Regions from separate parts of the Mus musculus genome. Here all the other regions are linked to region 7. The links are chromatin contacts, called in public promoter capture Hi-C maps. All regions are on one chromosome and are shown on one strand. Each heading gives the region's core, a stretch centred on a gene start, on an enhancer-like site or on the middle of the called end of the contact. The rest is flanking DNA. Distances are from core to core; before and after follow the strand shown. Region 1 holds the start of Adprh (ADP-ribosylarginine hydrolase). Region 2 holds the start of Timmdc1 (translocase of inner mitochondrial membrane domain containing 1). Region 3 holds the start of Hcls1 (hematopoietic cell specific Lyn substrate 1). Region 4 holds the start of Tmem39a (transmembrane protein 39a). Region 5 holds the start of Pla1a (phospholipase A1 member A). Region 6 holds the start of Iqcb1 (IQ calmodulin-binding motif containing 1). Region 7 holds the start of Ndufb4 (NADH:ubiquinone oxidoreductase subunit B4).

The links. Promoter capture Hi-C pulls out the DNA fragments that hold promoters and counts their contacts. Capture Hi-C pulls out chosen DNA fragments and counts their contacts.
Region 1: a contact with region 7 is called in a promoter capture Hi-C map of liver, with 4 times the contacts expected there. The contact joins the promoter of Adprh here to the promoter of Ndufb4 in region 7. A contact is called at or near these places in 8 of 39 promoter capture datasets (the 3T3-L1 cell line, 3T3-L1-derived adipocytes, cranial neural crest and 4 more), 1 of 484 Hi-C or Micro-C datasets (embryonic stem cells), 3 of 115 datasets of contacts at active chromatin or transcription factors (bone marrow-derived macrophages, embryonic stem cells and memory CD8 T cells) and 1 of 9 other capture datasets (adipose tissue).
Region 2: a promoter capture Hi-C map of liver shows a contact between it and region 7, with 4 times the contacts expected there. The contact joins the promoter of Timmdc1 here to the promoter of Ndufb4 in region 7. A contact is called at or near these places in 10 of 39 promoter capture datasets (the 3T3-L1 cell line, 3T3-L1-derived adipocytes, cranial neural crest and 7 more), 6 of 484 Hi-C or Micro-C datasets (CD4 T cells, LSK cells, erythroblasts and 3 more), 4 of 115 datasets of contacts at active chromatin or transcription factors (astrocytes, large pre-B cells, memory CD8 T cells and 1 more) and 2 of 9 other capture datasets (adipose tissue and liver).
Region 3: a promoter capture Hi-C map of pre-B cells shows a contact between it and region 7, with 2.9 times the contacts expected there. The contact joins the promoter of Hcls1 here to the promoter of Ndufb4 in region 7. A contact is called at or near these places in 4 of 39 promoter capture datasets (hippocampal neurons, liver and pre-B cells), 1 of 484 Hi-C or Micro-C datasets (CD4 T cells) and 3 of 115 datasets of contacts at active chromatin or transcription factors (bone marrow-derived dendritic cells, heart atrium and memory CD8 T cells).
Region 4: a promoter capture Hi-C map of liver shows a contact between it and region 7, with 3 times the contacts expected there. The contact joins the promoter of Tmem39a here to the promoter of Ndufb4 in region 7. A contact is called at or near these places in 9 of 39 promoter capture datasets (the 3T3-L1 cell line, 3T3-L1-derived adipocytes, the C10 cell line and 5 more), 2 of 484 Hi-C or Micro-C datasets (CD8 T cells and regulatory T cells) and 2 of 9 other capture datasets (adipose tissue and liver).
Region 5: a promoter capture Hi-C map of liver shows a contact between it and region 7, with 3 times the contacts expected there. The contact joins the promoter of Pla1a here to the promoter of Ndufb4 in region 7. A contact is called at or near these places in 4 of 39 promoter capture datasets (the C10 cell line, cranial neural crest, embryonic stem cells and 1 more) and 1 of 484 Hi-C or Micro-C datasets (embryonic stem cells).
Region 6: a promoter capture Hi-C map of pre-B cells shows a contact between it and region 7, with 3 times the contacts expected there. The contact joins the promoter of Iqcb1 here to the promoter of Ndufb4 in region 7. A contact is called at or near these places in 6 of 39 promoter capture datasets (the 3T3-L1 cell line, 3T3-L1-derived adipocytes, hippocampal neurons and 3 more), 1 of 484 Hi-C or Micro-C datasets (CD4 T cells) and 1 of 9 other capture datasets (liver).

What each region holds. Positions count from the first base shown.
Region 1 is chr16:38,450,659-38,454,008 of GRCm38.p6, forward strand. It overlaps Adprh (ADP-ribosylarginine hydrolase), which reads right to left and starts at 2,031. Exons shown (of 4, transcript NM_007414.3): 1 at 1,871-2,031.
Region 2 is chr16:38,521,402-38,525,092 of GRCm38.p6, forward strand. It overlaps Timmdc1 (translocase of inner mitochondrial membrane domain containing 1), which reads right to left and starts at 1,262. Exons shown (of 7, transcript NM_024273.2): 1 at 940-1,262. The coding sequence starts at 1,133. Poglut1 (protein O-glucosyltransferase 1) reads right to left here. Exons shown (of 11, transcript NM_172380.4): 11 at 3,657-3,691.
Region 3 is chr16:36,933,262-36,936,860 of GRCm38.p6, forward strand. It overlaps Hcls1 (hematopoietic cell specific Lyn substrate 1), which reads left to right and starts at 1,722. Exons shown (of 14, transcript NM_008225.2): 1 at 1,722-1,813.
Region 4 is chr16:38,560,770-38,564,536 of GRCm38.p6, forward strand. It overlaps Tmem39a (transmembrane protein 39a), which reads left to right and starts at 2,045. Exons shown (of 9, transcript NM_026407.3): 1 at 2,045-2,361; 2 at 3,346-3,532. The coding sequence starts at 3,420.
Region 5 is chr16:38,431,266-38,435,109 of GRCm38.p6, forward strand. Pla1a (phospholipase A1 member A) reads right to left here and starts at 1,880. Exons shown (of 11, transcript NM_134102.4): 1 at 1,539-1,880. The coding sequence starts at 1,611. It overlaps Gm36333 (a long non-coding RNA gene), which reads left to right and starts at 1,951. Exons shown (of 2, transcript XR_384843.4): 1 at 1,951-2,238.
Region 6 is chr16:36,826,359-36,830,032 of GRCm38.p6, forward strand. It overlaps Iqcb1 (IQ calmodulin-binding motif containing 1), which reads left to right and starts at 2,042. Exons shown (of 15, transcript NM_177128.4): 1 at 2,042-2,134; 2 at 2,646-2,715. Eaf2 (ELL associated factor 2) reads right to left here and starts at 1,901. Exons shown (of 6, transcript NM_001113401.1): 1 at 1,693-1,901. The coding sequence starts at 1,798.
Region 7 is chr16:37,652,562-37,656,294 of GRCm38.p6, forward strand. It overlaps Ndufb4 (NADH:ubiquinone oxidoreductase subunit B4), which reads right to left and starts at 1,807. Exons shown (of 3, transcript NM_026610.1): 1 at 1,619-1,807. The coding sequence starts at 1,798.

The DNA of each region.
Region 1 (3,350 bases), core at 781-3,280, 800 kb after region 7:
AACTGAATCAGGCCACAGAGCTAGCGGGGAGGGCTGGGACTCTATCACAGCCCAAAGCTCGACTCCAAAGCTTGTCTCCAGCTGTGTCGTGGTCTCTCGAGGAGTGGCCAGCCCATTAAAACCCACAGGTCAAGCCAGGCCTGCCATCTTCTCCATCACCTGATATTCGCTTTGGAAGATCTCTCTCTCTTTTGTGCGGAGAGTGACACTACAGCTAACTGTTTACAGATGAGGAAATGGAAGCTAAGTTTACATAATCAATAGGTACAGACCATGGAATCCGACCTAGTTCCCTGCCGCCAGAATGCTTCATATTACATGGTCTGGGCCCTGGCCTTAACTTTGGGCTCAGGTAAAGTGATAATGGAAAAACCCAGATGTGTAATGAGGGATGAATGAATGAATGAATGAATTTCCATAAAGTACATAGTGAGCACAACTTTGTGATTATTTTTATTATCCATCTACAACCAATTCTATAAGCAATTTTCCCTTTACCAGCAATATTTAAAAATTTTTAAATGATTTAGTTTTATTTACATATTCTAGTTTATATTCAGTTTTATTTACATACTCTAGTTTTTTGGCTTCACTGGTATCTGTGTGAGGGTGTTGGGCCCCCTGGAACTGGCTCTGTGAGCTGCCATGTGGGTGCTGGGAATTGAACCTGAGCCCCTCTGGAAGAACAGCCAGTGCTCTCAAACTGCTGAGCCATGTCTCCAGCCCCTTGTCTGTCTTCTATATGGTAAAAGTTCTATAGTGCCGGGCTGCAAATGCTATTCCCACCACAAATGAAATCCTTGCTAAAGCCCTGGCTTCCCGGTGTACACATTTTCTACTCTACTCAGGCCAGGGCTCCATGACACCCATTCCGTGTGGTGATTCAGTGTTCCACTGTCTGCCCCCTCCACGCACCCAGCCTCCCCATGAACAGGGGCAAACACTCTTAGGGGCAAAAAGACCTAGCTCACCCCTGCCCTCAGCCCAAGCTCTTCCCATCCACCTGTCTTTCTTCCTCTAACCGCCATTTTAGGTTTAGTTCAAGCCCAGGTACCTCCACCATCCATCTAGTCACACTGCTCAGGTCTAGGGCACAGGCCAGCAGAGACCTGGAGAAGCAGTTAAGGGTAAAGATCTGGCTTTTCCATGCTTGATCCTGATTACATGTGTGTGTGTGTGTGTGTGTGTGTGTGTGTGTGTGTTGTGTGTGTGTGGTGTTGTGTGTGTGTGTTTTATGTATAAATAACGGCTAGGAACTAGAGTTCTGTAGTCTCTTGTGTTAGCTCTGTGACCACTAACAATCCTCTCACGCTGGAGTTTCCCATCTGTTTCCCATCTGTGGGGGAGGAAGGCCTCGTTCTCCGAGGTCCTGTTTTGGCCCAGGTTTTCGAAGCCCTAGCTTTGTTAACCTCTGAGAACTAAGGACTAACGCCCCCACCTTCTCCTCCCAATGCTCCAGGTTCCCTTTTTGAGCTCTCCATGGAAGAGTGTGGGAACCTACGGAGGAAGTAGCCAGTATCTTTTCTCTTTGAAATTCCTTTTCACCTTGGCACATGCATCCATCCTGGCCCAGACCCACCCTTCAGAAGTCATTATTCCTTAACCCACTCTAAACGGGCACAGGTGACAAAGCCATCAAACTATACAATCAAAGCCGAAGTACACTTCGGGATTTCCCATTGGTTTCCTGGCCTGGGTAGAAAGAGGAATAGGGAGAGGGGATGAGGGGAGGGGAGGCCGCGATGCACTCAGGAAAGTCTTGGTGGCCACTTTGAGGACACTGGCCTAGCACCAGTCTGGAGGTGAGAGCGGGACCGAGCGGGTACTAAGGTCAGTAAGAGGAGAGTGGCTCGGGGACTCCTGGCTGTACCTGCTGAGGCGGAGCTGAGAGCGTGGGGCGGGATCGGGGTGGTCCAGAGCCGAGGGCAGGATTGCCCGAGCTGGAGGCGGGGTACCGGGCGCAGGAGTCCTGCTGTGGGCACCCAAGCCAAAAGCCGAACAGGGGCGGAGCCGCGGGCCGGGCGGGTCGCTGGCGCACAGCGGCTTCCGGCGGAGCTGCGTCCTCCCGCGTCCTCCGCACTGGACGGAAGGAGGAAGGGGCGGTGCTGGGGGCGCCCAAGCCTTGCGCATCAGCTCGGGAACCGCTCCGCGCTGCGTGTGGGCCGAGTGGAGTGGTGTCCGGCCAGCCTCGTGCTCGCCCTGCCAGGGTTCTGCCCTGCCAGGGTTCTGCCCCGCGGACCGTTGGACTCCCAGAGCCTGGTACCCACCGCCCAGAGCGGCTTGGGCTCACCGATTCTAACCCTAGTCCGTTCAGCCGTGGTTCTGCGTGCTCTCCACAGAAGGGTTTCAAACGGGAGCTTAGAGGGGAACTCTTAAGGTTCTTTCCCCTAAATTATGACTCTGGATTTGTTAAAACCCTAAGGTGGCAATGGCGGCGTTGAGCCCAGATGTCAGGTTCCGAGAATAAACGTGTGCCAGTGAACACTCCCCCGTACCCTCGACCCAGCTCGGTACAGCCTCGTCTCCGGAAAGGCACAAATCGGGCCTTGTGCTTAAATGGAGTATCTGCTTCTATACAGTGACCCTGACGCACATCAAAGATCCTGCTTTGACTCCTTAGACTTAAGATCAGAACATGTCTGCTCAAAAATTTCAGACCTACTCCCAAGAACTCACATCCCCTCTTCTATGTCTTCAAAACAGAAAAAAAGGAAAGACTTATCTGGGAAGGAAACTTGAACTGAACATTTAACATCTATTAATTTTGGCGTTGGTGACTCTATTCTTGTGTAAATAAATCTATTAATCACAATAATAAAGGAGGTGTTCACGTGGAGTTTAGGGACTTTTATTAAGCAAAAATAAATTGATAAGTCATAGGAAAGTTAATATATTTAATAAATGTGTGTGTGTTGCTTGGAAGGGTAAGCATCAAATTGCAAATAATTAGAAGAGGAACAAGAAGCTTTCCGAGTAAAGAGAGGAATGAAGGAAAATTAAATTTTGATTTATTTTTTGAGACTAGGCTGGTCTCAAACTCGTGATCCTCCTGCCTCTACCTTTAGAATGCTAGAATTTCAGTCTTACAACACCACACCTAGTTTATATCTTTTAGAATATTTTTTCTATATTATATCTAAAGATATTTTAGAGAAAAATAGAAACTAGATGTTACCCCTGATACATATATCAGTCTTTATGGTATGCATATGATTTTAAAACAATGGGGTCATTTTTTAAATAGAATTTTATATCCTTTCTTAAAAACTGGCTTTATCAACTACTAATGTGACTCCAAATGTCCACAAACATTAACACTTCCACAATAAGCCAACTTCTAGTTTGATACA
Region 2 (3,691 bases), core at 12-2,511, 870 kb after region 7:
GATTAATCATTTACTCCTCACATAGTTTATTTTAGTATCTTCTGCAAAGGGAGATGGAGCTGGGCGTGTAACATCTGTGGCAGATGACCAACCCCCATCAGGGAAAAAAAAAAAAAAAAAAAAGAGAGGCTCGGCCCAGAATCCCAGAAGACCCGGCTGTAATCCCAAAATCTGGGAGGTTGAGAATGGATTGTAGCTTTGAGTTTCAGGCCAGCTTGGTCTACAAGCACAGCAAAACTCTTGTCTCAAAAAGGAGAGTTGGGGGACTAGAGGGATGGCTTGGCAGCTAAGATCGTGTACTAGTTTTACAAAGGATCCGGGTTCAGTTCTTAGAACCCCTGTAACTGTGACTCCAGGTAACTCCAGATCCAGGAGAATCTGACACCTCTGGCTGAGGGCATGTGCACTCTACTGCCCATACCCAAATACCGACCCCCACATACAAGTAGTTCTTAACAATGGAGGTGGGAACAAGGGGGCAGAGCTGCTGGAAGGTGCGGAGAGGAGGAGGAGGAGAACAGTTGTCACTGTTTTTTTTTTTTTTCTTGTGCAAAATAATAATGATAAATTAACAATTCTCTCTGTCCTTCCAGCTTCTGGAGTATATAAAGCCATTACTGACAAAGAAAAATCAAACGAAATACGAAAAAACAATATTAGTGTAGACTTCACAATATAGTTCCCAGTGATACTACATGACAATAATCGAATGAATCCAATTTTTCTAATATGTAAAGTTAGGGTACTGGTTTCACGAGAACGATACTGTCTTAAGAGTGTGACTCTGAGTGAATCCGACTCAGAAGGCTGCATGTCAACCAGGTCGGACACTATCCGGGCAGAGAGAACTTTCAGCGTCGCAGGGACCGCGCGCTGGAGCTCGCCCGGGCTGCGGCCGTCCCCCGAGCATCCCTCCCCACACACCCGAGACATTTTTACTCTTTGGCAAACAGCTGCCGGAGGCGGTCCCATCCGGATTCCAGGGAACCGGGGTCTGAGACACCTGAACGCTGCTCCCGATCCTCCACAAAGCCTGGGGAATCCGCAGCCACCGCACCGGCAGCAAAGACTCGGGGGAAAGGACCCCAGGCTCCGCAAAGGCGGCTGCGGGGAGCGGGCGGCGGCGCGCCCATGGCGCCCTCCTACCCGCAGAGAGACAGACACCCCAGGGTCGGCGGGCACCGTGGGAGAGGGTGACCTGTACAGCCCACTAGCGGCACGTTGGGGGACACTGAACCTCACATCCGGTCCCCAGCCGGCTCACTTCCGGAAGCTCTCGGAAAGGAGACCGGAAGCCCCGCCCCTAGTCGCGCAAAGGCGGGGTGAGGGCGGGGCTCGGGACGTAGAAACTGGAACTGAGAGCTCTTTCGGTAGCGCAGGGTTAGGGATCAGTCGAGCCCCGGAAGTGAGTTGGCGGCCGTTTCGTTTCATCTCAGTGATGTCCTTTGGCGTTTGCGCCCCGTAACTCTGGTCTTCTGGACCTGCTCAGCTTGAAGTGCTCAGGGGCTTAAGTGAGATGGCTCATGTAAGATGCAGAAGGCCACGCAGAAGGGGACAGTACTTTAATCACTGCAAGCGCAGTGGGGAAAGAGGTAGGCGATGCGCTTCTAGGCCACGCCCTGGCGGGCCGGAGGAGCTTCCTGGGCGGAGCAGAGTCTAACCTTAGGGCGCACCCGAAAAGGTCCAAGATTTAAAAACTATTTTTGAAATATCAGCTGTGGGCATTTTTTTCCCCATAACGTGGGCTCCACTACAAGTATCCGTATGCTTACTGCTCCGAGAAGGCAAAAGATCTAGAATTATCATTTAATAACTGAAACTATTATTTCCTGTTTCTTTCAACACAAGACAAAACCAAAAAACTTGTTTACCAAGGTAAAAATATTCCCAATCATTTTGTGTAATTTAGTTATTGGTCGTTACCACAAATCTCATAGTCTTTGCAAACCCTTTCACCTACTATTTTTCTTTTCTAGTTAAAGTACCACAATGAATATACAGCTTGGTGGTGCTCTACAGTCACTTCCACGGAGTACCTAAATAAGTGATTGATTACAAACTTTCATGAGGATATAGTAATAGGATTTGGGAGTTGACTGTGGGACATCTCTACAGATGAGGTTCAGGAAAGTGCCGTGAATGAAGCCCCCATTAGCATTTACTGCAGTGGTATAATTGCCTATTTGCTGATCTCTATCAAGAGGACTGAAGCTGTGCTTTCATCTCTGGATTTGGACTTAGGAATCACCAATCAGTCTATACCATGAAGTAGATGTTAAGTAATTATCTTCTTTGGAGGGAAGGAGGGTCCAAGATAGGGTTTCTCTTGTGTAGCCCTGGCTGTCACATAATTAGCTCTGAAGACCAGGCAGGCCTCCATCTCAGTGATCCACTTGCCTGAAGTAATTAAATGTTGAGTGAATTATTCAGACCCCAATTCCTAGCTCTAGCTTGATGCCTGCTTGGTCTATTTTTCAGAGGTGGTCACTGGGATTAGGGTCCCAGGGCCTGAAAGCCCAACAAAATGAATGTGTTGACTGTCTAGCTTAGCTGTGAGAAGAGCTGAGTGCATTTCTTTGACACATTTGAGGTCCCGGAAATGATCCTTTGCACTTGAACTTTCTAGAATCAGGGTCGACATGAATGAGGACAGGGCAAAGATTGGGCAAACACTAACAAAATCATTTACCTATGGGGATTGGAGAGATGGCTCAGTGGTTAAGAGCACTGGCTGCTCTTCTGAGAGATCTTGAGTTCAATTCCCAGCAACTATATGGTGGCTCACAACCATCTGTAATGGAATCTGATCTTCCCTTCTGATGTGCATGAAGACAGGGTGCTCAAATACATAAAATAAAATGTTAAAAACCATTACATATAGCTCAGATGTCCCCAGGATCCAACATCCTGTAGAGACAAACAAGGTCTTCCTTAGTACCAGATAGATTTCACAAACTCTTCAGCTCCCTTTTCCATTTAGGTGGTCCTGGAAAATGCTCCTATGCCAGGCGAGTGTCCTACCACTCACCTACATCCTAGCCCCAAAGACTCAAAAGCTGCCTTTGGTACCTAGTACCGAGAATTTCCCTAGGCCCTTGGTGATGGTCCATCTCACCGCTCTACCTTAACTCTCTCTCTTACTCAGCCTCCCACATTCTCGAAGCTACCAGACCTTACCTTCCTTTACCAGCAGAGAAACACTCCGCCTCTTCTGTTCTCTGATTTTTGTTTTGTTTTGTTTTTTGTTTTTCGAGACAGGGTTTCTCTGTGTAGTCTTGGCTGTCCTGGAACTTACTCTGTAGACTAGGCTGGCCTTGAACTCAGAAATCCACCTGACTCTGCCTCCCAAGTACTGGGAATAAAGGCATATGCCACCACCGCCCAGCTCTGTTCTCTGATCTTGAAGGGTCTCAAAGCAATACTGTCAGTCAAAATGTAGTCAAAATACCCTCTAACATACACAGCTCTCTCATCCTCAGGACATGGACTTGCTAACAGGAACCATTAGTGAAGGGTTTCAATCATCTCTGTCTAGAACCAACGCTTATCCCTCAGCCCAGCTGAGTTCTGCTCATCAAACCCAACCACTTTTTCCACCCACAGTCACTTTTCTCTTGGGTCAATGGGTTCTCTTTTCCAGGCTCACCAAGTACAACTCTTACAAAACATATTATATTCGGTTATATTGAAA
Region 3 (3,599 bases), core at 472-2,971, 720 kb before region 7:
TTCAGATTAGAAAATCCATCCTGAGATTGGGTTAAAGGAGCAGAACCATAGGATGTAAATTTGTGAAGCCTTGTGGATAGTTCTGAGAAAACTCTGAAAGTATTGGACCACCAAGTATGGTGGCACTTGCCTGTAATTCCAGCACTGAGGAGGCTGAGGCAGGAGGACCATAAGTCCAAGGCCAGTCTTGTCTACATAGTAAGTTAAGGCTAGCCTGTGCTACATAGCAAGAGTGTCTAAAACAACAAGCTCTCCTTGAACACAGTGCAGAAGGAGACTTTTCATAGCTCATGCGGGTTGGGTAGACATCATGCTCTTATACAAAGTTGCCACTTGGGAAAAGCTGACCCAGTATCACAGGGTAGAAGAGGATTAATGGGAACCTGTTCTCTTTGGCTTCAACGCTCACTGTATGTCAGCACTGTTCTGCTCAGGGATGAACATGGGGTGTTTGTGAGGGGGAAGTGGGTTTCCTTGGTGTCATCGCTGAAGTTCTATGGTTCTGTGCATTGCTGTGTGGTGAGGTACAATGTCTAGCCCTAATTTAAGGCTACCCCTTTCTACATATTCCTCAACTATAAATAGCCTTATTAGAACAAATAAAGTGCTCCAAGTCTAGAATCAATCCCCTGGGAAGTGACTTTAGATGCTTTCTGTTGGTACAGAATGTTCCCTTCTGTCTAGTTTCACCAACCTGGGACCCTTGTGGGTTCATTCTCTGTAAGCCAGGCAAGTCAGAGTCCACAGATGACTGGGATAAGGAGAGCCAGGCTCAGATGCAAAAGCAAGTTCTTAGTAGGATTATTTTTCAACCAGAGATCCTTGGAACTTTATTTTCATTATCTTTATTGCCTGTCAGTGCTCCAGGCTGCCAGAGGAGCCATGCTTGGGACGGGGGTGGGTGAGGAATGGAGGGTGGAAGCAGGGAGGTGGTTATTTGAAAGGCAGCCAGTAAAAGCATAGCAAAGTTCTCAGTGGCCTTCACATCAGAAAGGGTCTATTTCATTGGCTCAACAAGTCACCTGAGCATGTCTTGACTTGAAGCTAGAAGGGGAGGGCTGCAGATGTTGACAGTGTAGAGTATGTCAGAGTTCAATTCACCAGCTTAGAGAAGGCCAGTAGTCAGAACTCTGTAAGTGAGCTCAGACTCCACACAGCCTCCCATCAAGCTAGGGAGTTTTCTCCCTCCACGTTCTGCCTTCTCCCTTCCTCGTGAGTTATGTGTGAGTCTCAGGTACTGCAGAAAGCAAGGAGGAGAAATTGTTTTTAAGACTTCCCTTCAAAATTAACATACAGATCATTTTTCCACTAAGCCTTTTTTTTTTTTTTTTGATTGCTGCAGACTACACACACACACATTTTTCCTTCCTCAGACCAGGCTTCTACAACAATGTTGTAGCCCAGGGTACCCCTAAGTGCTGGGATCACAGAAGTTCACTACCACACCTGCCTTGTTCTGAATTCTTTTACTTAGATGCAACTGTCCTTCGTAGGACACAGAGCAGTCCTGCAGCATTCTTATTGTGTCTTAACTGATAAGGGATGTGTCTCCACGGTCATTTTTATAACTTTCCCGTGACCTGAAAAACTTTGCAAAATACTAGACACAGAAACACTTAACCCTTCTAAGTACTCAAAGTATAAGGAACTGACTCAAACTTCAGGAAGTAGCTGTGAGGACAGTGTGGCAGGAAATGACAGAAAACCTGAAAACGGAACTGGAGCAGCTGCTCTGTTACTTACCCTGAAGTGGCAGCCGCTGGAGGGGGCGCCTGGTGTAGATGTGAAAAGCCGTAACCAGGAACCAGTAAAGGTGGGTGCTCTGAGCTGGGGGTTTTGTGAGGGGTTGGGAGCACAGGGAAGTATGGAAAAGAAGTCTACATAGCACTTAGTCCTTGTTAAGGGAGGTCTTTACTAATAGATGCTGAACTCTTGATGGCCCTAAGGACTGTGTGCAGTGGTTGACAATGAACATCTGAGGATGGGAACAAGGAAATGGCCTGCACTCGGGGAGCATGATTGAGCACATATCTAGGACCCTGGGCCCTAGTATGCCCTTGATGATCTACACAGCCCATTCTAAAGGGTGGCTGCCCCAGTGTGCTAACCTGAAGGCGACCCACGGAAGATGAGGACAAAGTGTGCCTTTGTATGGCCTCACAGGGACACAAATGCCCATGGGAAATGTAAGGGGACAGGATTTAACCACCAATGAACACTGGTGCTGAGCCAAGTGCTTTTAGGAGTCAAATGCAAACATGACTTCAGCTGGTGTAACTTTGTATGTCTGTGGGGATCCCAGAGTGTTACAGAGGGAGCTTTGGATCTACTGTGTTAACCCCTTAATTATTTAACATTGGGAAACAATATCACAACAATCAGTGACTTGCCCAAGGAAGTTAATATTGATGGATGGCTTAGTCTAGTCTCTGACTAAGTAGTATAGACTCTGTGTCATGTGACAGACAGGGGTCTCACAGGGGCTGTCATATTACTGCAGTGTCCATGGATCTCTCACCTATGGATGCCATAAGTCAGTCCTGTCATCAGGTATTGGATATGCCCAGCATTCATTGCCTGTCTCCAGCCTCCTACTTTAAGTTAGCAGCTTTCCTGATTAGTAATCGACAGTACAAGAATAGTAAGTTATTTTGCTCTTAAACATGAGCATGAGGGGCTGATGGGAGAGATGAACTGAGACCTGGAGAATCAGGCAAGATGAGACCATCGGACCTCACTGCTTCCTCATTGCTCATAAATGTATTTGACTTCTCCTTTCCAGTTTCCTTCTGTGGTAGAGTAGCCTGAGAGCCAGGACATGTCAAAGTGAGGCCTTAAGCTGTGGGTCATAGGTTCTCTTTATGTGTCTTACCCCCTGTTAGTAGCTAATACCAACTGGGGGAGGCACAGATGTTCTTAATAGCTCACAGTGACTCTGGCCACGGTAACTCACCACTCCTTCCCACATCTTTATTTAACCTATCTTCCTCAGATGTCTTCGGGGCTAATCTTCTAGAGGTTATTATAAAATGTGGGCAATGATGGAGGCTTCCAGATGGGGATAGAAAGTGGAGACTTGGGGCCTAGATAAGCAGAGCCTTGGGGATGAGTGGGTAAAGGTGTCTCCTTTGGGAGAGCAATGAGTACCAGGAAGCTCTTCGGTGGTGGTGGCACCCGACAAAGAAGGATAGGCAGAGTCTTTGAGCCAGGAAGTCCCAAAAAGCTACCAGACCAGATGGGTGTTGTCCCTTGTTACCTCTCCTCAAAAACCCACAGTGTGACCGGACAGTTCTTCCTCACACCCTTCTGGCAAGGCTCAATAAAACACAAGTGTCCAGTGGGACAATGATTGACACCCAATCAAACTAGCATTCTCCCAAGACTTTTGTAATGTTTACTTAGTTGTTAATTCTCACATAGTGTTTCAAAAAGAGGGAGTGCTACATTTTACATGTAAATGCTTATGTCTTTAGATATAGTTGAACATTTACATAATAAAAATAAAGCCATGGTATTTTCTTCTTTCAGCTAGTGTGAGTAGTTCAACTAGTCTGTCCCACTGGTGACCTACAGCTGTGCTGTGAGTGACCAGTCAGTCC
Region 4 (3,767 bases), core at 795-3,294, 910 kb after region 7:
AACTCTGGAAGAGCAGTCAGTGCTTTTGACCACTGAGCCATCTCACCCGCCCTCACCTGCTGCTTCCTTAAAGCCTCATTTCTCATTCTCTGGGTCGAGTTCTAGTTCCCTGATTGGTATCCATACTCTTTTCTACACAAACACACAGGTATACAATTCAAGATGCACAATTGGGGAGAGGCTGTGTGTAAAGTGCTTGTGATGCAAACGTGAGGCCAGGAGTCCTCCAGGAGCTATGCCAAGTTGGATGTGGTAGTAGACATCTGATTCTAGCAGGCCTGTGGGAGGATGGGAGGCAGAGGCAGGAGACTCCCCAGAAGCTCAAAGGCCACATAGCCTGTCATACGAAACAACCAATAACAAGGAGAACTGTCTCAGACTAGGTGGAAAGTACCCAAGGTTGTCCTATGACCTCCACACTCTTGGCCTGGCATTCACATGCCCCCCCACCCCACCCCCCACACATAAACAATATGCATATGTGAGGGAACACGTGGCATTTCTCTTTTCAAACTTGTTGCCTTACTTGATATAATATTTTCCAGTTCTATCATCATTTTTCTTTAAAGCTTAGTAAAAACCATCGTGGGTTTTTTAATGATCCACCCATCTGAAGATGCACATGTAGACTGACTCAATTTCCTTGCTGTTGTGAATGAAACGGTAGTAAACATGGATGTGCAACTATCTTTGGGTGCATATGGTCAGGACTGGTACAGCCAGGTCCTGTCATTGTGATTTTTGTTTGTTTTCATTTTCAAACACCTCCATCATGAAGGCCACAGTGGTTACACCTTTCTATACTGACACCAACTGTGAGTAAGGATCCTTCTCCTCTCCATCCTAGCCAACATTTTGATTTATTTATATCTATTTATCTTTTTTCTTGATGATAGCAAATCTGACTGAGGTGAGATGGCATCTCAATGTAGTTATAATTTGCATCCCCCTGGCCTCCACCGGCACACCAGGCTTATTCTTCTTTATTTTACCTTTTTCTACTTTAAAGATTTATTTATTTTATATATGTGAGTGCACTGTAGCTGTCTTCAGACACACCAGATGAGGGCATCAAGTCCCATTACAGATGGTTGTGAGCCACCATGTGATTTCTGGGAATTGAACTCAGGACCATTCAGTGCTCTTTAACTGCTGAGCCAACTCTCCAGCCCTATCAGGCTTGCTTCATTTTGATATCAAACTACTGACAGTTCTGGGCAACATTGGGCTGCCTATCTTTTTTTTGGGGGGGGGGGTAGGGTGAAGGCTAGGGATTGAACTCAGCATGGTAAAGTAAGCTGTACAATTGAGACTCCATATCTTTTTATTTACCACGTACTGTCCTCGGAAAACAGCTTACTCATCTTTGGAGCTTCAGACCCTTTACAGTATTGGCACTAGTGCCATCCCTGGACCTCAGATGTAGTTTTGTTTCGTTTTTTTTTTTTTTTTTGACACAAGGTTTCTCTGTGTAGCCCTGGCTGTCCTGGAACTCACTCTGTAGACCATGCTGGCCTCGAACTCAGAAATCCACCTGCCTCTGCCTCCCAAGTGCTGGGATTAAAGGCGTGCGCCACCACTGCTCTGCTCAGATATACTTCTAACTGTGAATTTATTGTTCTTAACAGCATTACTGAAGCTTGTTGCTGCGTTCTCTTATTTATTAGACTTAACTTTTCTAGAACTCATTCTTTATTTCTATTATCTACCTAGTTCATTATTTAATATTCAGTCCCTGCAAGGGGCAGGCGTCCGACGTGCTTGTCACAGTCGTTTGCATATGAAAGACGTGATCTTAGGTGGCATCTCCGAATTTCCCTTCTCTTCTCCAAGCATTTCTCTAGACACTAGCTGACTGGAGCCAGGGAAAATTTGGGGAAAAAAACAACCAAAAACCAAACTAACCAACAAACAGAAAAACTCCGCCGGGCACGTATGGGCCGGAAAGCCCGGGCGCCGGAGAGTCCCACTGCGCAGGTGCGCCGGGAGGAGGGCGAGCCAGCTCTGCTGGCCGCAAGCCTGTTTCCGGGGGCCAGCGCGACGCAGAGCTGACGTCATCGCTGTGCGCTGCCACGTCTCCTCAGCTCCCGGGCGATGGAGGCTGAGGATGATGAGTCTTGGTGATGGGGTCGGACTGTGCTTCTGACTTTAGCTCTGGCTCTGGCACGGACTCCCGGTCTGGGTCTGGTAACCTAGCGACCCGAGAGCTTTCTTCGACTGTCCAGTGGGATCCTGCCTGCGTCCCGGCAGCTGTTTTTGGAGCGCTTTAGAGGAGGGAGTGAGTTTGGGTGCCCGGGGTCGCGGCTGTGAAGCCGCCGCCTCCTCCCAGGGATCCCTCTCCGTGGCCAGCCTGTCCCATGCGTGAGTTTTACTTAACCTGCTTTGTCATCTCGCCGGCCCTGGCGTGCTTCGGCTCTTTCGGCCGCCGGCCTGAGACCACTAGGTGATTCCGTCTTGGAGGTTTAGTCCAGTCAAGTTTGTGGTTTCTCGCCTTCCACCTCGAACAATCTTACGCTGATGCGCCCCAGCCTTTTGCCCTCACCGTACTTTCTCTTTAATTGAGCAGGGATCAGCTTTCTTTGCCTTTAACAGTTTGGAGTCTTTGTCCCACCTGGCGTTTGTTAGCCTACAGTGGACTAGGGAACCTCGGATCCCTCTACAGTAGTAATGTTAAGCAAAAAAAAAAATTTTTTTTTTCAGAGTATTTTTAGTCGTATTTAGGAAATACGTGGTATATGTTGGCAGAACCATGTTTGCCGAAATTGAGGAAAACATAATGTCGTCGTCCGCCCACCTCCCCCCTGAAGATCTCTTTAGCCCTTTAATTTTGCACGTTCATTTAATTTCTTAGCGGTTTTACAGAAGCTTTTCTGAAACGGGCAACCATTTGAGTGAAATGAAGAAACAAACTCTGGTTAAATGACTTGGTCAAGGTCAGAAACCTGCGGCAAATCTTAGTCAGATTCCTTGATAACAACCTCATATTTTGGACAGAGATATTTCCTGTATTTCAAGTGATTTTAATGTGAAATTGCAAATTAGAATCGAGTAAGTTGTGGTGTTTCTTGTAGAATGCCACCTTGTAGATTGTAGTCTTGTTTTATTTAAGAAAAAGTCAGCAAGACAAGACACCAGCCGGGAGTTGCCTTAATGCTGAATACAGCTGAGCTCAGAATTTAAACCTCTGACCTTACCCCAGATCCAAGCAGTATATAGGGACAGGAACATTTATTTGAAAATTCAATCTGGATTTTATAAGATCTGCTCACTGAGTTTTAACATTTGCTTGTTATACTGACTTCTAGAAAAAGTTACAATCTTTCTTTCTTTTTTAATATTATTCAGATTTGAAATAAGTTGACAGTCATCAGCCTGGGTGGCAACTTCAGGTGGCACTGGAAATTACCTGGTTCCTGGACATGCCCAGTAGAAGGCGGGGTCCCAGTCGGCAGCAGCTAAGCCGGTCAGCTTTACCTTCCATACAGACGTTGGTCGGCGGCGGCTGTGGCAATGGGACGGGCTTGAGGAACAGGTAAAGAACATATAATTCTATGCTTAACACTTGGCATGATTTGTAATAGCCTGTTATCAGTGAGACTAATACAAAATAATTCTATTCAAATGTTTGCTTATCAAACTTATCACTGAAGTAGGAATTCTGCCTTTGAAGACTGAAAACTTAGTGTTTCACTTTTCAGAGTTCTTTGCAGGTAGAATGATGTTACGCAGGGACCACAAAGTAGAAGTGTCCATTTCTCTTTTCTTTT
Region 5 (3,844 bases), core at 630-3,129, 780 kb after region 7:
AACTCAAGGCTTCTGATCTTCCGTCTGTGTCTGGAACTGTGAGCTTGCTGCCAGGCAAGGTTGCAAAGAAAGTGTGGGGACAATTCTCTTCCAGTCTTCCCACCCTGACATTTCAATTTGGGCCTGGCAGGGAACACCTTCCCCCCACCCCCCATCAGGGGCAGAGCTGCTGTGAAGCAACAGAGGAGCCTGCTGAACCACCTCTCCCAACAGCACCCGAAGTTCCCCTAGGAGCATCTGGGATATGTCTTATCTTTTTCCTAAAGTGGCTTGTGACAGTTCTTTCCCCCTTTCTCCCATCAACTATTCACTAATAATAAATACAATCACCCGAATATAAGCGACTGTTACAGGTCCAGTTTGTGCACGCACTTCCTGTAGTCCTTGACAGCATCCCAATTTGGTAAGGACAGTCTCCAAGGACAGATAAAGAAAAGTCACTTCCTCAAAGTTCTAAACACAAAGACAGATAGATATACTTAATCCATGTCTGCCGGCTCAGCGTGTACTCCCCCAGTTCATTGCTGCTCACTGGGCAGGGGTGCAGTACCATTCACTAAGCCTGTCCTACATGGACTAAATGTACGCAAGAGACTGGAGCCCCAGACCCACCCCTTATAGGAACAAACAACCAAGGGAGACAAAAACCCCACAGGAAGCCGAGGAAAAGCTGCCTAGGGTGTAAGGAGAGAATAGATCTGTGTGATCCGGACTTTGGAACACATTTGGAAATGCTGAGCAGGGCAGTGAATTGCTTTGAGGAAAGACCCCTCCCAAGAGGCAAAGGCTAGAAATAGCGCTGTCTGAGCAAGTCCCGGTGGGCGTTCAGAAGCTGAGAGATGGGAACCCTCTTAGGGGAGGACAGAAAAGCAGTCTGTGGTTGGGAGGTGGAGACACGAGACCCTTCTGATTGTTCTGCCTGTGTGCAGGCCTGTGAGGTGTGTGTGTGCATACATATGTGAGTGCATGTGTGCGAGTGTGTGTGTGTGTATGACAAAAATGTTCTTGAACTTTCCCAAAAGTTAGTTTGGCAAACTTAAAAGTAACTACAGCCGGGTGTGGTGGCGCACGCCTTTAATCCCAGCACTTGGGAGGCAGAGGCAGGTGGATTTCTGAGTTTGAGGCCAGCCTGGTCTACAGAGTGAGTTCCAGGACAGCCAGGGCTATACAGAGAAACCCTGTCTTGAAAAAAAAAATTTAAAAAGTAACTACATAGAAAACAGTAGCCGTTAGTAGGATGAAAATTAATATTGAGAGTTAGTCAAAGGTAATTTTTGTTACAGTCACTTTGGCTTGAACAAGGTGAAAAGGGTTATAATTCGGATTTTAGAAAAATGAGTCAGGAGATGGGGGAAGTTCAGTTTTGGTGTCCCAAGAAGGCACTGGTCTCACCACTAATTCCCGTTATGATAAGAGGGTTTTCCCCTTTCTTTTAAAATCGCCGCCAGAGATAAAGAACTTTTAGGGGACCTTCCAAAGTCAGTGCTGTGTAAGAGGACAGTTTAAGAAATAAGGTTCCACCCAAGCCCTTGGCTTACCTGAACTTCCAATGCTGAGCCATAAAAGTGGTCCCCACAACCAGAAGCATGTCTCCCAGAGGCCAGGACGCATCGTGGAGCTGGAGTCCTGGAGCCAGAATGAAGGAGAGTCCCCAAGCCTGGGATGTCACATGGCCCAGCCTTCAAGCAAACATGTAACACCCACTTGGGACTTAGGAATCATTAACTGGCTCTGTGGCTTGTAAAATAAATAAATAAATAAATAAACCTTCCTATTTGTTTAACCTCTGGAGTTTTCAGTTTCCTCTTCTCAATGAAAATGAGCCAACCTTCCCACTTTTTTTTTTTTAAGCAGGGGACATTGAAACATACCGTTCTTCCTCTCTGCACCAAAGAAGATCAGGAAGTGACTTTTTCCCATTATGAAATCTCAGTGATGGCCCAAGGCAGCCTTTCATCTCCCAGTGGTTACAAAACTCTCACCGTAATGGAATTTCTGTGGACATATTTGTCCCTGGGATACTGAGCAGCTGGAGGCTGGAAAGCTCTTTCACTTTTGGATCCCTAGGGAACCTCACCCGGTGTGCAGCCAATGACACACGTATGGGTACGTTTATGGGACAGAGTAAAGGGAGATCCAATTTGCTTCTGCAAAGTACTGCTGCCTTCCACAGCCTCTCGAGGTTAGGAAGTCAAGTCCAACCCAAGAGAAGAGACATCTTGATGCCTGAGCTCACAGGTAAAGAACCAAGAGCAGGAGATGTGAGTGACGTGGGAACACTATTGATGGATGTGGTCTAGCCTGGGTTTGGAGCCAGGGAGTCTGTCCTCTCGTGCTGCCACCTCACTCCAGGGGTAGTGGAGACCACAGAATCTGATATTTTTGCAGGCTAGAGCAGGGCAGGGCCCTTCCTGGGTCAGTGTTCCTGCAACAGGAGCACACCATTACAAGGCGGAGAGCCGGAAGCAGGCAAGCATCATCTTTCGGAAGAGTAGCTTTGTGAAGGAGTGCTGTTGGCACACATGCTTTCCAGCCCTGTCCGGGAACATCCAGAGCGTACAAAGGTGATACCGGGTAGGGGGTTAGAGCTGGACAGGTTATACCAGAACAGAGCCACTGCCCTGGGTGTATCCATGGGCAGCCTAGCAATTGTGAGTACCTGGTTCAGTGACAGACTCTGTCTTGAAAGATAGTAGAAGTCAGCAGACATGGATCTCTGCCACACACATACACACACACACACACACACACACACGAAGTAAAATTTGAAATGTATGAAAATTTATGGTGAAGAATGAATCTCCTACCCACTGTTGTCTCTTCCTTCCAGTTCCAGAGTCCATAGAAAGCCACCATTTTCATTTGTTGTTTTTTTTTTATTTATTTTTATTGTAGATTCTTATGCAATAATTCCTGACCATTTTTTCCTCCCTCCACTCCCCCCAGCTCTTCCCCACATGCTCGTTCCCTGAGATCTACTCCCCATCTCTTTCCTCTTCAGAAGGCCTCTAAGAGATGACAGCCAAATGGAGCAAAGCAAGATGACAATAAGACAAAGCAAAAAGCCCTCATATCGAGGCTAGACAAAGCAACCCAAAATAAGGGAAAGAGTCTCAAGGACAGGCAAATGAGTCACAGATCCAGTGTTAGGAGTCCCACAAAAGCACCAAGCTGACGGCCATGACGTATGTATATGCAGAGGGCCTGGTGCAGATGCATGCAGGCCCCAAGCTTGGTGTTTCGCTCTTTTAAGTCCTGTTTAGTTGACTGAGTGAGTGCCAAGCCCAGCATGGCCTTGGAGGGGACAGAATAACATGGTCCCTGCCTCTGAGACAAGGCCAGCACATCTGAGCCTCTATGAATGTTGATGGCTGCCATGGGCCTAAGGCTTGTTTGTATAATAATGTACATACCTTACATTCCTCCTTTAAGGAATGTCCTCCCTGTTAACATTAATGATTCCATGATAATCTGAGAGGACAAGTCCAAAGGTGAAGGTGTGTCCATGTCTTAGCAAAATGGTAAAGGCTGGGACCTTCAGGACAGCCCTTAAGGCTGTGGAAAGGACTTTTAAAACATGAGTTCAAAATATATAATTTCTCAACTGTGCAAAATACAAGGACACAATATGAATTATGAGAGGCTTCACGAAACTAAAGGAAACACACTATGTGCTAGCTTGTCAGAATGATACAAAGGCAGGCATATACGGAGGTAGGCAGATTCCTGAGTTCAAGGTCAGTCTGGGACACAGCCAGTCCAGGCTGATGAGTGGTAGAAATGTTAATTTAAGGACAGAGTCCCACCGGGCTACCTTACCATCTGTTCTTAACCTAGGCAGGCA
Region 6 (3,674 bases), core at 792-3,291, 830 kb before region 7:
ATATACATCGAGGGACTGGAGAGATGTTTCAGAAGTTAAGAGCACCACTGGCTGTTCTTACAGAGAACTTGGGTCCTTCTCAGCACCAGCATCAGGTCACTGATAGCCACGGTTAACTCCACTTACAAGGGACTTGAGGCTCTCTTGCGGTCTCTGAGGGCACTGCATAATATGATGTGCATATATAGACTCAGGCCCACACATACACATAAAAAAAATAAACATATCTATCACTAAATAACTTTTTTGTAACTTTAAACTTTGTACTGAAAAACAAAAGATCACTGCATGCCTGAGAAGAAGGAAGAGGAAAAGGACATAGTACTTGGGAAAGGGGCATTGAGAGGTCAGTTAAGAACAGTACCTTGCTTTTGGAAAGGGGAGAGACAGAGAGACAGAGAGAGAGAGGGGGAGGGAGGGGAGGGAGGGAGGGAGGGAGGGAGGGAGGGAGAGAAGGAGAGAGGGAGAGAGAGAGAGAGGGAGAGAGAGAGGGAGGGAGAGAGGGAGAGAGACTATGGCTGCACAACACTCACTGATTCATTGTGGGGAACTCTGGATGGTAACCCAGAGCAAAATAAACAAGGAGCACTACTGAAGTTCTGTTGGTAAACTTCTCCCATTTATTCCACCAAAACATGATATTTTTGCTTAATGCAGCCTTTTTATAAAGCTTAAATATAATCAATGGAAGGTTAAACCCATTGGTTCTTCCTACATTTACTCTGAGTTATTATAGATGAATTGTCTACAACTTAAACTTTGAAGACTGAGTTTTAAATGAGTGTTTTTCAGAATATAAACCTTGTAAGGAAAAGGACAGAATGGTGGAGAATGTAGGACAAGCAGACAGTAAAGAAGAGCTGGGCTGCAAAAGAGATGTGAAAAAAAATCTACAATTTCACACACACACACACACACACACACACAGAGGTCACAACTCAGTGACCTTTCCCTTATGCGCTAGAATTCTGTGGCCTATTATGCAAAAAAGAAGTTTTACATACAAAATTAAGTTATATTTTTCGTGCTGGCATCTCATTTAATTACTAAAACGAAAAGGCTCATTATAACCTCTTTTTCAACAATATTAGAGATAACCTATTAAAATAGATCCCAGAGAACAAAACACCAAAGGGTAGAAATCATTAGGAGGTAGATTTTTAAAGTAAAGAAACTAGATAAAAAAATCTTTCAATTTTTGATAATCAGTAATTACTTAGTTGACCATGAAATCTGAGATGGAAAGAGATACAAACGATTGAGACAGCTGACAATCTCTTCCCAAGAACAAACTAAATGGGAACCCTCATCAGCCAGAATGGGGAAGAAATGTCCTTGTGGCCTCTCCACATCACTTTTGCCCTGCATTCGGTCCTTTGTTCCATCTGTCTGTCACCTTTTCAAACTCTGCACCATCCACTTGTCACGCTAGTCTCCACAGCCACCCGTGCAGATCGTCCCACAAAACTTCCTCTCAGGTCTGTCAGTCTCACTTAAACCCTTCCAGGGTTCTCCTACACTGTGGGACGCCAGGTGCCTGCACAGAGGCTGGCAACTGGGTAGTGGATCACTGTGCCATCTGGTCTCCCGGGGAGCAAAGAGCGGCGGGGACAGAATTACAGAATCCGGAGGAGTCTGTCTCCATACCACCCTCCCATCCCAGAAGGAACCCGGGGTACAGTCTGCACTCACAGCGCACGGTGTGGAAGGCACAGCGCGGCTGCTTCTCGAAACTTTCGCCTAGCTTGAGAACCCGCTCGCGACGGTCCAGGTATGCAAGTCCCGCTGGTCCACTCATCCTCGTCCCCTGCCTCCCGCTTTTGGCCTTCGCCGTCCCCTGCCACAGCCTCTGGAACAGCTGCACTGGCTGCGAGCTTGAGTTCGGTGCCCGGGACCAGCTCCTTTCACCTCCAGACGCGTGCGGCCGCCCCTTGGAGCGCCCCGAGTCTTGATTGGCTGTCTGGAGACACCTGCCCCGCCCCTCGCCCCAGGGCCCCGCCCCGCCCCTGGCCACCATCCCCGCCCCTAGCCCCCTTCCCGCGTCGCGACGCACACAGCTCGGCGGAGACCGCCTCGCTGAGGTACGCTGTGCGGGTCGGGCCCTGAGGTGGACGGACGCGGGGAAAGAGATGAGGTAACAGACCCGAGATGGCGGCTGGGATGGAGGAAAGGCCCTAGGGGGGCGGGGAAGCTAGGACGCCAGACACCCAGGGCAGAACTGCCTGGCGGGGCCTGGTAACGGGAGCGTGGGCCTCCTCCGCGCCGGGCCCGCAGGTTTGGTGTGGAAACGGACGCCTGACGAGAGGTGGCGGCCGGGCCCAGGCCTGGGGCCTCCTGAGGCCTAGCTGCTCTGAGGCGGGTCTGGAACCCCAGCCGCGCCCCCTCAGGTGATGTGACCAGACTGGAAACCTCTGGAAGCCGCGCAGTTACCTTTAAGGGCCGTTCATTTATTTATTTTTTCTTCTTTCTTTCTTTCTTATTTATTTATTTATTTATTTATTATTTTTTAATTAGCCCTTTAAAAACACAGGCTTTTCCCGCCGGGGTTAGGACCTGAGGAGGGGGCGTTTCCGGAGGCGACGGAGAAGCCTAGGGTTAGGGGTAACTGACTGCTGTACGTTTGTTTCTGGCATTTGTTTCTGTAGTGATTCCTGGAAGCACTGAAGAGCGCGGCCTTGGGACTCTTGATTTCTCAGAGATCAGTCTAGCAGTAGGGTAAGAGCGTCAATTGATTGATAATTGCCTTCACACACACACACACACACACCCCACCTCACAGAAGTGTTATGAAGTAGGAGAAAGCGTGCTTTGTATTGGAGGATTATTCAGAGAAAGTCTACAGTGAGCCCCCTCAGGTGATTCTTCAGGTTAATTGTGGCATCAGACTATGCTTTCAGCACTTCTACCTTAAATAGGTTTGTCAATTTATTTTTTTCAGATGGATGAGGGATTATTTTTTGCCTTCTACCCTTTAAAGATACAAGGAGAGATTGTTCAATGTATTTATGCACGAAGGTTCTGAAGCCAGAATCTCTGGGCTTGTACGTCAGCTTCATACTCTCAATGTGATTTTTGTGCAAGCAAATCAAACAAATGTGTTTATCATTAGAATTGGGGAAATAATAATAGCTATGTAAAAAATAATGCCATTCCTTAGAATTGTTGAGGTGGTTAAATGAGTTAATACATGCTCTCTAAATAATTATTTTGGGTTCAGCAATACTTTCATATTTTTAGACTTAATCATTGCTGAATGCCTTATAAATTTTGAAGTCTAGGGACAAGGGATGGCTATTATGTTCATAGATGAAAACACTGGTTTAGAGAAACCCAGGTGGTTGATTTTGTGGCCATCTAATGTCAAGAGGGATTTGTTCAGTGGCACAAGTGAGTGGATGTATACTTTCACATTGATTTTATTACCATATTGTATAAAGTAATTTGCAATCAGAATGGCCACCAGTGAAGGGAATGTTTAAGCATATTTTGATGAATTCTTACAAAGAACAGGATAATGTAGACACCGGAAAGAGTAAGACAACATGCATTCTCTTGGAAAGTTTTACATCTTCTACATGCTAGGAATGTTATTGGGCTTTCTTTAAAATAGTTTCAGTGGATTTGTCTATTAATGATTTATATTTTACTCAAGAAGAGGGTCTCACTATAGTTCT
Region 7 (3,733 bases), core at 557-3,056:
GGTAGCTCTACAAGGCCAGGGACTTCCAGCTGGCTTTGTACTCTCAACTCAGCATCTTCGTCTCATAATAGGTCCTGAGCAGTTATTTTTGACCTAATTAGTTACCCCTAAAGACTAGACAAAGGGTGCACAAGTTTTGGCTGGTAAACGATTAATGGGGCAGCTAAGGAGGCAGGTGTCTCTATTTCTATTAGAGATGCGAAATGGAAACTTCCCTGGGTTACAGAGATCAAAAAACAGACGACTGGGGGTTCAAACTTCACATCTGACTGAGGCCTTACTCTAGTTACTTTTAAAAAGTTAAACAAACAAACAGGCCCCGTGTTGTGGTTCATGCCTTTAATGTGAGCACTCACAAAGCGGAGGCAGGTTGATCTCTGTGAGTTCAAGGCCAGCCTGTTCTACATACTGATTTCCAGGACAGCCAGGGCTGCTGTATATTCAGACCCTGTCTGAAAAAAAAAAAAAAATAGTAACAATCCCATGCTATCTAGCTTATAGTATAGAACAGGTGTATCTCTTTCACCATGTAAACAAAGGTCTGCTTGAGGATACTCTATCTGTGCAGAAGGTAATATAAGTCACACAGACTAGGGTGTGTGACCTGTTTCTGGGTGTCACTGTCCATACAGTCTCATCTAGAAAGCCAAGAGACTAACACAGTAACCTCTGTGAATGACTGCGACATTTAATTTTTTTAAATGTCTTTCAGACCAGGCATGGGTTTCAAGTGGCAGTAACCCCAGTATGTGAGGCTGTGGCTGGAGGACCTGGCATTCTGAGCCACCTGGAGACTAGCATTGAACCTGACCACTTTGTGTAACTTTCCCTTGGTTGTTCTAACTTTCAAAAATGATAGAGAATATGTATGCAATTGTTGGAAAATCTTTATTTAAAAAAAAATCCCATTTGAGATATTTAGACAGCTTTTACAGAAGAAACTGTCTAAAAGCACACTTGCCAAAATATTTTTTTAGTGATGTATGTTACATACATAGTAATGCTACGTACTTTCTTGTTTGATTTCACAAATCTGACGGATGCACACCATTTTCCACGAGAACACAAAAAAGCTATGGTTTGAGAGGGATTACGTAAATTGCCCAGGGATCATAGTTGGTTATTATATGGGGCCATGAGGTCTGCTTCCAAAGCCGAATGCATCAAAGCCTCAGCTTCTATAACACACTTCATTTGAACAACCCCTATTCTCAAGAGAAAGAAAGAAGTGTCCTTGAGAGTTAGGAGCTGAATGGCACAAAACAGCTTTTTATGCAGTACACTTGGGAGAACCGGGCTTGAGCACGCCCTTTTCGAGGAAGATACTGTGCTAGATTAGTCAGTCATGTGTTAATCTGCCTCAAAAGATATGAAGGACCATATTATGGCCATGTTTCAGACAAGAAAGCCGAGACTATGCAGAGTGGAACAAGTTTCTCTAAACCAAGGGGGAAGCCGTCCGATCCCTTTGACCACTGAGCCGAAGGCCGAAGTTGAAGGGCCAAGGGCTGTGCGGCTCGGGGCCGGTGTCCAGCACACGGAGGGAGCTGGGCGGCCCCGCGTGTGCCCACGCGAGATGCGGCTGCCCCGGCCCACAGTCCCGCCCGGCCCCACTCACGATGTGCGACACGCGTTTGGGGTCGTTGTACTGAAGCAGATACTCCCGTTTAAGCCGGGCCCTTATGCTCAAGCGCTCGACCTGCGCCCTTCTGGTCTCCGGAGACACGTCATACTCGGCAGGGTCGAGGGTACTGGGGAGAGTGGCCAGGGGCGCAGGCTTATACTTGGAACCCGACATCTTGACTCCCGGCGCACATCTGCGCCTGCGCGGATATGAGGGCTGCCCTCTCGAGTCTGACCTTCAGGCTCAGGAAGTGCGCCTGCGCGCGCACAAGGCGCTCTGGCAGGAAGGGGCGGGAGAGGGGTGGGGTTCGAGGCTGGGTGGAGCCTTTGCCAATCCTCCTTCACGCCCTCGTCCCGCGTATTCTGCGCGTGCGCACTGCTTCTCGTTTTGCCTCCTCTTGTCTGGTGGTAAACTCCTTTTCTCTCTGTGCTACTACTTGTTTGCAGAACTGATTTCCTGAAGTTGAGTAGACTAGAGGAGACTGGGAAACTGGGTTGTCTGTGACTCCTGAAGTCCTACAGTCCAGGGTGGGTTCTTCCAACCTGGGTGACCTTGTCATTAGTCAAGGTCATTAGTGTCTCCCAAATTTCCTTTTTCTTACCCTGGAGAAATGACCTTGACTCTGCACTCCTAGCAAGGTTGTTGGAATTAAATGAGACATTGAAAACAATGAAATTGCTTTTCAAACATTTCCCTAGCTACGCCCCACCCCAAACAAAAAAGAGAATAAGCTTTCTAAAGGTTACCACTTTAGGACCAATCCACTGTTAACCCCAAAGATGGGAGGAGAAAGACCACCGACTCAGATCATCTCGTCCAGATTAATTAAAGTCAGGTTTTTATTCCTGTACACGAGCTGCCTCCCCCTGCCTCCTCCTAAGGCAAGGTTCATTGGATGTGAGGAAGGCTTTTATAGCTCAGAGGTAGAGGAGTTCTAAATGGGGGATTTGTGGCAAAATAGGAGTTACAGGAGCAGAATATAGGCATAATAAGTTAGTCTCCTGAAACAAAGACACAAAGGCAGTCATAACAGCAGGTAGTCATACAAGGTACCCATACAAACCTTTTGCAAGATAAACATTAACTTTTTGAAACAAAAATGTGAGTGCTATTCCTGGAACAGGCAGTACAGAACCATTTGTAGTTAAGGTTACAGGTGGGGCATAGCCCAATCTTTGATTAATTAACAGCTTTAATTCATCAAGTTAATTTGTTTAACTTAGTTTGTCTTTACTATCAGATGGCTTTTAAACCTAAGATGGAGGCAGACTGGTTCTTCACCACCTAAGTATAAGCTTATCTTTTGAAGACATAAAATACTGTTTAAAAGGAGAGTGGGGTTACAGAGCAAGTTTTACCTGGCTGTAGTAGATCAGAAAATAATAAAGAATGAAACTCCTGAGTAAATACCTTAGTGAAAATGCAAACAAAACAAAACAAAAACACCTCTCTTAAATCCTCAGCACTCCTCAGGTGCTGAAAGTAAAAGACATCCTTTCAGATAGGAAAGTAACAAGCAGAATAACAGTGCATTCCCGCAAACCCTTGGGAGGCTGAGGCAGGAGCTCTGAGCTCAAGGCCGGCCTGGGGTACACCACAAACCTCTGTTTCAAGAGAATAAGAACAGGAAAGATGATTTGGAGAGTAAATGAAGGTAACATGCAGCTCTCAGCATCTCTGCACCTCCCGCTCCCATCCCCCCTCCAATGCTCCACCCCCTGTCACCACCCCTCCTTACTCCCTCCCACTCACACTCCTCACTCCCCCACCCCCACCCCCACACACTATCACTAAGGGGAAAGATCAACTTCAAGGCACACAGCAGGGTCCTTAGCTTCCCATAAAACACTCCTCAGGAGGCAACAATGGAAACAATAACACCAACAAGGAAAGCTAGATCAAAAAAGAGCTTCAACTTGGCTCAAACTTCCGGGGACATGTAGGTATGTGGGGGGAGTGGTTGCTAGGCAGTGACAGGGCCTAGAAAGTGTTGGCACTGAAGTGATGAGCAACAGCACTGCTGTCAAATTTATTCAACACTCTAATACTGTTTTAAAATATTTATTAAGCACCCCTGCATGAAGCATACCTTACACCATTCCGTCTTAG